Linked DNA regions of Ovis aries: region 2 is linked to region 1. The links are chromatin contacts, called in public Hi-C maps. All regions are on one chromosome and are shown on one strand. Each heading gives the region's core, a stretch centred on a gene start, on an enhancer-like site or on the middle of the called end of the contact. The rest is flanking DNA. Distances are from core to core; before and after follow the strand shown. Region 1 has its middle 140 kb from the start of PROX1. Region 2 overlaps RPS6KC1 (ribosomal protein S6 kinase C1).

Region 1 (5,403 bases), core at 2,652-5,151:
CTGCAGGACATCGCATAGTCAGCTTGAGCTAATTTAGCCCAAGCCTCATGTGACGGGGTGACGGCAGCTGACATCTGGGTTGCACTCAAAGAGTCAAAAATCCTCTTAAGAATATGCTTTGTAACTCTTTCCTCACTAAACTTTTTACCCAGCTTGCTAAAAAGAATCGCTATGATATGGCTTCTACTTAATGTGCTATCCCCAGCCTTTGTGAAGAGGTGCTCTGTGTGTGTGTGTGTGTGTGTGTGTGTGTGTGCGTGTGCTCAGTTGTGACTGATGCTCAGCGACCCCAGCCCTTGTGAAGAGGTACTCTGTGTATGTGTGTGTGCTCAGTCAGGTCTGACTCTTTGCGACCCCGTGGACTGTAGCCCACCAGGCTTCTCTGTCCATGGGATTCTCCAGGCAAGAATACTGGAGTGGGTTGCTGTGCTAGAGAGGAGCTAAATAAACACAAGAGAGGGTCAGAGTAAGGAAGAGAGACCCAAGTGGTGTGAGTAATAGGATAAGCTGACCCTCAGCTCACAATAATTTAGTTTGATCAGTGAGTGAGCAAAGAAATAGTTCTGTGTGTGTGCGTGAGCACACGTGCTCTGGAGAGCAGTGCTTCCCCAGTTTTAATGTGCCCACCAACCACTCAGGACTCTGGGATGGAGTGGACAGTGGTTGATGAGATTTCTGCATTCCCAGCAGCTTGCAGGTGATACCGTGGTTTCTGGTCTGAGCAACACTGTTTCAGAGAGTTTGGAGCATGAGGCAGTAACCATCTAACCCAGAAGGACATTAATGAGGTCAAAGGAAAAAGGGAGAGATGAAAAATATCGGAGTGTACACGAGGGGATAAGAGTGAAGGGAAAATAGAAGGAGAAGATGAAAACAACCACTTCCACAACAGTGAGCCAGCAATCTCCAGAAAGGGACAGAGGAAGTCGCCAGTAATTGTTCCAAAACTCCTTGATTTTTATCTCAGTGATATATGTTGCTTTGCCCCCTATTAAGTAGCACACATTCTTTGTGTCCTAACAGTGCTTTAAGTTTCAAGGCTGATTCTCTAGTCATTCGCCAGTATTTATTCATATGAGTTATAGAACGCCAGTACTAGCATCAATATATAGCCCACCAGTTAGGGACAGAGCCAGTGCTATGATACACCCGTTTCCTGTATGGATGGACCTTACAATCTGGTGGAGAACATCAGACCCAACACTCAGGAAATTAAATTTCAAGTCAAGTAAATTAGGCATGGAGCCTAATACTGCACATTTTATATTTAAGAAGAAAATTTTCATCCGTTTCACCTTTTTCCTATCATTTGTTGATTCAGGGAAGACAAACTTGTCATGATTTCATGGAGGAAGAAAGAGAAGCCCAGAGAGGTCAGGTGACTTATCCAAGGTCACGTGGCTGCCAAGCCGCAGAGCCTGCCCAAGGAGTCCTCTCTTCTTGTTCCTGTTCTTCCCATTAACCTGCCCACTGAGGGCAATGAAGCCTCCCGTGTTCCACTTCACCCACCATCCTGTTTTTCTCTAGCTTCAGGAGTCAAGGTTCTCAATACTCAGCATTTAATTGGTTTTGAGTTCAGTTAAACTCCCTTGTTCAAAATCTAAACCAGTTAAACAAATTTCCCAGAAAACCAAAATAATCTTTAAGCAAAGTTCACTGCCAGGTCATATCTGTCTAAGTAAAAGTTGTTTTCAGGATACAAGTCGTTAATAGCAGTGGGGAATAATGAAAGCCTCTTTGCAAGTGAATTTCTCTATTGCCTACTGCTTGGGTTCCAAAAAGCCCATAGAGCCCAACTTCTCTTACAGATATGTATGTTCATGTAAAATGTGTATTTATACATGTGTGTACATGTTGAGAACATCATTTTGCTAATCACTTGCAAAGAGCTAACAATTTCTTCCCCTAATGTCATCACGTTAATTTAACGCTACTGTTATTGTAACTTTATAATGAAGTTTAACTTTAAACAATTCTGTAAACTGACAAGTTTAAAAAGAGTAATGCAACTGAATTTTCACCTAAATGGCTCACACTGGGCAATGCCTGCTTACAATACCTTATAATGTGCATACAAGTTAACTAGTCAATTGGAATTTGCTTTGGAAGGGAGTCTGGTGGTGATGGGAGTGGTGATAGAAAGGGTGACAGTGAGCCAAGTTTCACCCTTAGTGGGGTTTTCTCATGCTCCCGTGGGACCCACCAATAGAACAGACCAGGGCCATCGTTCCCCTGTTGCCTCTTGACCTTATGGTGGTGAACAGAACCTGTAAAGGAGGTGCTAGAGATTCTGGCTCTCAGTTCTTAATCCTGTCCCCACCCACCAAATACATTTCCACTTGCTCCTTAATGTCTTTTCCTCCATTTTGCCATTTCTTAGTCTTTTCATCATCTTAACACCTTCACATTTAAGAGTAGGTATGACTGAAGTGAACAGTTTAGAAAAATCCAGATAGTGATATTTCTTTCCCATTCCCCACCTGATACAGTAATTCTTGGAAGGATCTTCCACTTGGCTCGTCTTCTCCAGGCTCTGAAATGTATAGTTCAGAAGGGGGCAAGGTAGGGGGAGCTGAAGATGGGAATTCTTGAAAGTTGCTTGTTGCTGGAGATTTGAGGGTATTAATCAGTCCTCATTGTCATCAAGATTATCGTCATCACCCCCCATCATCATTACTACCACCACCGTGACTGCTATCACCATCACTGCCGTCAACATTATCATCATCACCGTCTCTGAGGAACCAATGGAGATGCTTCGGTTATCTACAGGAGATAGAAAACTAAGGCCTGGGTAATTGAAGTGATGTTTTGGATGGGGGAGGCTGGTGGGCTGCCGTCTCTGGGGTCGCACAGAGTTGGACACGACTGAAGCAACTTAGCAGCAGCAACAATTCGGTGATAGCTGTGTGTTTGAACTTGGACTTATGACTCCTGTTGGGGAACTATGATGGAGTTGTTTGGGGATATTGTAAGGAATGTATTAAAGGTCATGTATTAAAAGAGCATGGATAATCCTGGATATCAGTCTCTTTTTGTTTTTGTTGTGTATTTATTATTTTTTTGGGGGGGGGTGCCAAGAGGCTTACAGGATCTTCATTTCCCTACGGGAGATTAAAACTGCACCCTCAGCAGTAGAAGTACCTGGTCCTAACCACTGGACCACCAGGGAATCCCCCAGTCCTTGCTTTTGTTTGTCAGATGCTAATGACTCCAGAGGAGATTTAGTCAGTAGATTTCTCAAGTATTCTTTCAAAAAATAAAACAGCAAATAATTTTAAAACTAATAACCATAAAACTTCAGTAATAAGATATCTGCTAATTTGGATAATTTATATTAAAAAATCAGACGTTTTTTATTTTGAGACAATGTCTTCTAAGCCAATTAGCAAAACAAGTTTGTAGGGGATGATGTTTAATTACCTGAGGAGCCAAACCTTATCTATACAAATATTATGTGTATGGAATGAAACATTTATAAGATTTTATCACTTGTTCATTAAAACTAATCTCCAGAAACTCATTTGGCAACACTCTTATTTGATGGTGTTTAAATATTTGAAAAGTAAACCATTATTTTTTTAAAGAACTCTTCTGTAATCACTCTAGCCAGCTTTTTGCAAACTTTTTTTCCCCATAAAAGTCTGAAATTATAAGTGTTAGCTCATGTGTTTTGCTTTGTTTCATTTAGGTTGATGGTGGGAGAGCTGGTCTTCTCTTGAAGGAACACGGGTAGCAAAATCAAATCAGTCAATATCCACTGATTCTCAGCCAAGCTGGGCTAATGGCAGGGCATCTGAGGGTAACAGTGGATCGAACATCAGTTTGTGCTTCTCTCCTAGTGAATATCTGTGTTTGCCCTGGAGATCCAGAAGCAACTTAGGGTGTTGAGAATATAGGTCAGCACTGCTTTATGTAACCGTCCCCCTTTTTTGTTTTCAGTTGGGAGACCAGGGCAAGGGTAACTGTCCATAGAGGTCATCCCTCCATACTGAGCCTGGGGCCTGTCCAAGGAGACAGAGTCCAGTTGATGTTGGATGTTCACTGGCTGGTGTCAGCAAATGAGAGGGAATGTGATGAAATCTCCCATTCAGGTGTTTTAAGCAAAAATGGCAGCTCAACTATTTAGTCCCACCTTCTTTTCTGAGGAAGTGTCTAGAGCCAGACAATCTGGGTTCACCATCACTAACTATGGGGTCATGGATGTGTGTGTCTCAGTTTCCTCACGAGTACAAAGCAAGAATAAGGACAGCATTTACTACATAGTATTCTCCTGAGGAAAAATGAGAAATGTCAGCAAAGAACTTAACCTTACTGGCAGCTGGTCCTCACCAAACTGTTTCTCTACCCCCAAGACCAATAGCAGCCATTTACTGAAAATTTGCTGTGTGGCAGGCACCATATTAACCTTGTTATGGATACCTTATCTTGACAACAGCTCTGTGTGGTAGTTATTTTCACCCTATTTCATAGATGAGATAAGGGAGTCACGGAATTTCCACAGCTGGGTCAAAGTGAAAGTGAAAGTCGCTCAGTCATGTCCAACTCTTTGCGACCCCATGGACTGTACAGTCCATGGAATTCTCCAGGCCAGATACTAGAGCGGGCAGGTAGCCTTTCCCTTCTCCAGGGTATCTTCCCAACTCGGGGATAGAATCCAGGTCTCCTACATTGCAGGCTGATTCTTTACCAGCTGAGCCACCAGGGAAGCCCAAGAATCCTGGAGTGGGTAGCCTATCCCTTCTCCAGTGGATCTTCCTGACCCAGGAATTCGAACCGGGGTCTCCTGCATTGCAGGTGGATTCTTTACCAACTGAGCTCCCAGGGAACTGAGCTACAGTTGGGTCAAGGTCACACATTAATGAATGAAAGAACTGGGATTCTAACCTGGTTTTGTCTGACACAAAAACTTGTGACCTTCCCCTCCACAACGGTGAAAACAAAGAAAACAAAAATAACCCTGTCATCAGCACACTTGATATCCCCCGAGAAGGCTGGTAGATCATTCTGAGACCATAAACTCTAAGGTGACAGAGCGGTGGCTGTGATTTTTTTTCTGTACCATCTAGCAGAGTACTGTGCGCAGTACTGTGCGCAGAAGACACTTACTTAACAGAGGCCTTCTGGTGTTGTTACAACCGTTGCTGATGACACTCTGAGTTCCTACCTCAGGCGTGGCGTGTAGGCTGAGGCCCTGCACACAAGCACTGCCTAAGGATACAGGAAGCTCCATGGTGGTGTGGGTGGTGTTTTGGGTCAGGGGAGACTCAGGGAGCCCCACAAATCCTCATACACTAATTCCATCCAATGCTCAGAAAGGGTCAGACCAAGTTACTTATTTCAAGGTCTGATGAAACAGAGTGGAGTTACCTGTGGATTATACCTCCCTTTTCCTGTACTTCT
Region 2 (5,210 bases), core at 25-2,524, 920 kb after region 1:
AATTAACTCCATTTTTTCTATAATACTCCAGATTATTCTAAAATCTCTCCTAACAAAAAACAGGAGACTGATGTATGGCAGAAACCAACACAATATTATAAAGCAATCATCCTTCAATTTAAAATAAATAAGTTTAAAAAAATAGAAGAATCTGTCTAGACATCTCTTAATAAATATCTAAAACTCTCCTCAGATGGGAACTAGATAGTGTTATATTTATATTGTCATGCTATAAAATCTATTCCCACTTTGGGGACTATTTCTTCACTCTTTCTTTTCCTGAACTCTGTTCTGTGTTTCTACGGTATGAAAGGAACCCATTTGCCACGAATGATGTTTATTTAAAATAAAACCTTTCTAGAGAATCATCCTAGATAATCTAAGGATACAAAGTGAATATAAAAGGAATGGCTTCTACTTTGAAAACAGGGCTGGGTTTGATCAGTGAATTCGTATTCTCAAGACCCTCTTGATGGGCCTGCAGCTGCAGCCATTTATTTGCTGGCTTTTTCACAGATGTAGACAGAGAAAGCTCCATGGTTTTTGTCTTTTTGTTGTTGGATTTATTTTCTTTAATATAAAAATGTGACAACTTTTTTTTTAAGTTTTTGTTTCACTGTAGAAACTTGTGCACACCGGACATCCTTGGTAGAATATACATCGTTGAAATAACTATAACTTTTTAAAATTTAAGATCTCAAAGTTGGCAGAAACTATACTTAAATAACAGAAGGTGATCATTTGCATTTCAAAATTTATCTATCTTGCTTTTCCCCTCAATTAGACCAAAACATGTTGATTCACAGGTTTCTCTGTGTGTGTTTTCTTTTTTAAACTTATTTATAGAGCAGAATAATGGCCCCCCTGCTAGTTTGGCATTTGCTCAAGTTTCTGTCGAATCTGTTACTGGAAAATTTTCTCAAAATATAAAGGCACATCATCCACAAAATAAAAAGATACACTGCTGATATTACAGAGTACAGGGCAGGTGGGCAATGTTTTTAGGACAAATGTGTGATAAGGATTCCCAGGAGAGAGGAGTGGTGAGGGAGAGGCTGCACGCTGTTTACACAGAAGTGAGTCGTTCTCATCACAATCTTCCGACAACTTTACTTTCTAACCAAACATCAGCTGTTTAACATGCTTCAGAGTTACTTGGGCAATAATTCTAAGGTCAGAGCTGGGAAACAGGAGGGAAGCGGGGACATGGGAGACGTACTTCAACCCTTGGTACTACAAGGGGCAGATCAAAAGATAACTTGGTACTCTATGTCCCCGTGTGTTCACTGATTTGTGATTTTAACCACTGAAACATCAGCTTCTTATCACTGCTTCCACCCCTCTGAGAAGAGGAGCAAAGTCTACTTGTATTTTTATCAGCAGCACTGCTGTTCAGTTTTGAAAGAAACAGTAAATCACAAATTTTTGCTCCTTACAAATGCAACTCCCCTTCACTATAAGCAATGGGCAGGAGTACACAAACTTGAGTTCTGCACCTCTAGGTTTCAAATCATCTAAACTTGAACACCAGCGTTACTTTTCAATTAAGGCCATTACTGATCTGAGTTTTATCCTATTGGTAAATTAATAGGTCCAAGGAATGAAGAGACTTCTCACATTGTTCAATATATGCCATAATACAAAACGCTTTTGTAACTCACAAAGCTTTAAAGTGCAATTCTTTTATACAAATAATTAAAACAAAGCCCTTCTTCAGATGACAGCTTTTTTCAAATGTTAGAGGGCAACCTAGACCATGACAGAAAAAATCCATTAATGGTAGACTGCCACCTGCTGGTAAACTTTGGGAACTGTGCTTTCTGGGAAAAGGCTTAAAAATTACAACTTGGAAACTGATCTGTGTTAAATTCAGTACACAAAACTGTATTCAACTGAGCACAGAGGCGAAAGTATGTACCTGCTGATGAGCATCATATGGTTTTGTTCCACATGTATTAGAATTCTCAGGGGGTCAACAAGCTATGGATGTTAAACATGTCTGTAGTTTGAAGAAAAATAATCTGCTAGAAAGCCAAAGCACAACCCTACGGATAGTTTTCAACAAGAAAGTGAGAAGAAAAATAGGAAATAAAGAGTCAGTTATAAACATTAAACTACTTCACAAACATCTGGTTTTGATGCGAGGTTTATACTACACTTATACTTAACGATTTAACAGGTTTTACATTAAAAAAAAACAACTCCCAGATTTAATGTTGACCCTAAACCCTTGAATCTGAGCAAACTCTAGGAGACAGTGAAGGACAGAGAGGTCTGACATACTGCAGTCCACGGGGTCACAAAGAGTCAGACACAGCTTAGCTACTGAACAACAATAAAACCTTGAAATTCATTATATTAACATACATATTTATATACATTGGTACCTAAAATATTATTTATTATCAAATTAGAAAGGGGGAAAGTCTGTCAAAAAGTAAACCAGATAACCATAATAAAGTGATTTCACTATGAAATTTTTTTTGTTATCCCATTAACTAAATCATACTAATAAGATCAACAGCCAGCATAATATTATCTATTTGTGAGAAACAAAAAAATGTAGGCATGTTCTATGCTCTATTGCCCCTGGGAAGAAACAAAATGAAACGATCCTAATTTGGGGGACGAAAGAGGAAAGAAAAGAGTGTAACAGTAAGAAGAAAATCTAATTCATTGTTTTCAGGAAATAGTTTGAGGATATCTGCTTGGCATATTGAAAAACTTTTCTATTCCCCAATAAAGAAATAATTCTTAACAATGAAAATTCTAACTAAAAACCATATAGCTCTTTCAATCCTAATTATAATCATTTCCCATTATGCAGGGAAACAATGTTAGCATAAACAAAACGCTGGTTTGCAAGTAAACGTTAAATACTGTATTAATCAACAACCAAGCTGATCATGTCAATACAATCCAGAGTGGTGATGAGTAAAGCAACTTTGGCCATCCAAAGGGGCTGAAAGTGAAAGTCGCTCAGTTGTGTTTGACTCTTTGCAACCCCATGGACTATACAGTCCTTGGAATTCTCCAGGCCAGAAAACTGGAGTGGGGAGCCTTTGCCTTCTCCAGGGGATCTTCCCAACTCAGGAATCGAACCCAGGTCTCCCTCACTGCAGGCAGATTCTTACCAGCTAAGCCACAAAAGAAACCCAAGAATACTGGAGTGGGTAGCCTATCCCCTCTCCAGCAGATCTTCCCAACCCAGGAATCGAACCGGGGTCTCCTGCACTTCGGGCGGATTCTTTACCAACTGAGCTATGAGGCAAGCCCATACTAGGCAAAAGGTGAACAAACTTTGGATTCAAACACAGCCCCATCTGCACTGATGGCAGAGAAAGTAACTCAAACCCAATTCATATGCTTAAGAGACCTGTAATTATCAGCAAAGGACCTAACAACCACAGAGAGTCTCTAATAAATCTCTAATTTTAGAAAACAAAGATAATACAGTAAATATCACAAAGATAATACAGTAGATAATACAAAGATAATACAGTAAATATCTGACCCAACAGGTTGGGTCAGATATTTGGTTATTTCAAAACAAGAAGAATACGCTTCCTAAAATTTCTCAAATATGGAAAGAATTCTTTAAAATCTGTTCTAAAATGTCAGGATGGCTCATTACTGAAGTCACAACATTGTATTTTTTTTTATTTCAAATTTTATCCATTTATAGCCTTAGGAATTTTATCGTTTTAGTCATCTACCTCTCACATCATAAAAATGATCCATTTGAAGAGGTTCAGGAGGACTTCCCTGCTGGTCCAGTGGTTAATAATCTGGCTTGCAACACAGGGGACAGAGGTTCAATCCCTGGTAGGGGAACTAAGATTCCATTGGCCATGGGAAAAACTAAGCCTGCCCGCAGCAACTAAGACCCAATACAGTCAAATAATTTTCTTTTCAAAGAGATTCAGGATACTTAAAGGTCTTTTTAAACACTAAGAAGTTAAGACATTTCTACAAATTCATTGCCAGTTCTCAGAGAAGTATAAACCCATTTAACAGCATACACTAACAAATATACATATACACATATGCTATGGACCATATAATGATTTTATCCCCCAAATAATCTTTTTTAGGTTAAAGGGTTAAAGAGATAACCAGATCCAATATTTTATCAATGGCTAGTGAAAATATAACTTTGATAAAGAAATGAGAGCTGATGAACTACTTTTGCAAGTGAGACATTTAGGAGATGGCTCTAACCTGGGGCACAGTACATTCTCTCTATGGCATCGCTGTCACAGGAATCTTCAACCTCACTCCACCTGCTAAAATACGTTAGCTGAATGTGTCCTAAAAACAAAACGACAGGAGAAATCAAAACATTTTTCTCTTCCATTTTCTGCAGAAGTGAACTGTAATTACTCCTTTTGTAGCTAAAAACAGTATCATTAAGAATAATGGCATCATTAAGTACTAGAAGCTATTACTGGGGGTGAATTTGCTGCACTGATAATGAAGCTCTAGACAGGAAATGAAGATACTAATTACAAGATAAAACGCCTACTCAGTTAATTGGAAGCAACAGCGAATAAAAAGAAATGCATTTGCAAAAGTTCCTGACCTCTATCATTCAATAAGATGTTGTTTGGGTTCAAATCGCGGCACACAATCCCCTCTCTATGTAAAGCATCAAGGGCTACCACCATTTCAGCTGCCCATCTTTGAATGTAGCCCTCTGGGATGTAAAACCTGGAGTTTAGTGCTAATTTTTTATCAAGGTCCTCAAAAATCTGATGTATTTCCTTGTCTCCTTCTTGTGCTAGCCCACTCGCTTGCTTAGGCTCCAAGTCTCTCTGAAATATAGCGGGTTCCTCTTTAGCCAAATCATCAGTTTGATCTGTAAACAGCAAGACTTCTTCAGTTTTTAAAGTGTCTGTATTTACGTTATATTCATTAGCACCTGAGAGTGGGTCAGAAATGTGGACTAAGCTTTCCTCTGTGCTGTTTGTAGTTCCTGGTGACTCAACCACGTGAAGTCCTGGGAACTTAGACTCTGAACTGTGTAACAAAGACATGTCTCCCGTATTACTATGATCAACAGCTGGTAAAAATAACATCCCAAGATCCCCCTGTATATAGTGTTTCTCTGTTATACTGTGGGCTTCAGGCCCACAGGGATCACTCAGTTCCTCTGTGCCTTTTTCTTCCTGGGCTTGGCACTGTTCAGTACTAAGCCTGAGGCATAAAAC

What was found. A called contact is a pair of places that touch in the nucleus more often than the background predicts.
Region 2: a Hi-C map of liver shows a contact between it and region 1, with 7 times the contacts expected there. The contact joins two enhancer-like sites. A contact is called at or near these places in 3 of 16 Hi-C or Micro-C datasets (liver, mixed tissues and tail adipose tissue).

What each region holds. Positions count from the first base shown.
Region 1 is chr12:68,918,315-68,923,717 of ARS-UI_Ramb_v3.0, forward strand. No RefSeq gene overlaps it. Among named protein-coding and RNA genes, the nearest start is that of PROX1, 140 kb to the right of the region's middle. Within about 2 kb of position 3,902, at least 1 of the 54 cell types and tissues checked has an H3K27ac peak or open chromatin away from gene starts, as enhancers often do. A contact at or near this core is called in liver, where this site is marked.
Region 2 is chr12:69,839,302-69,844,511 of ARS-UI_Ramb_v3.0, forward strand. It overlaps RPS6KC1 (ribosomal protein S6 kinase C1), which reads right to left. Exons shown (of 16, transcript XM_042229219.1): 13 at 4,222-4,311. Among named protein-coding and RNA genes, the nearest start is that of TRNAG-CCC, 38 kb to the right of the region's middle. Within about 2 kb of position 1,275, at least 1 of the 54 cell types and tissues checked has an H3K27ac peak or open chromatin away from gene starts, as enhancers often do. A contact at or near this core is called in liver, where this site is marked.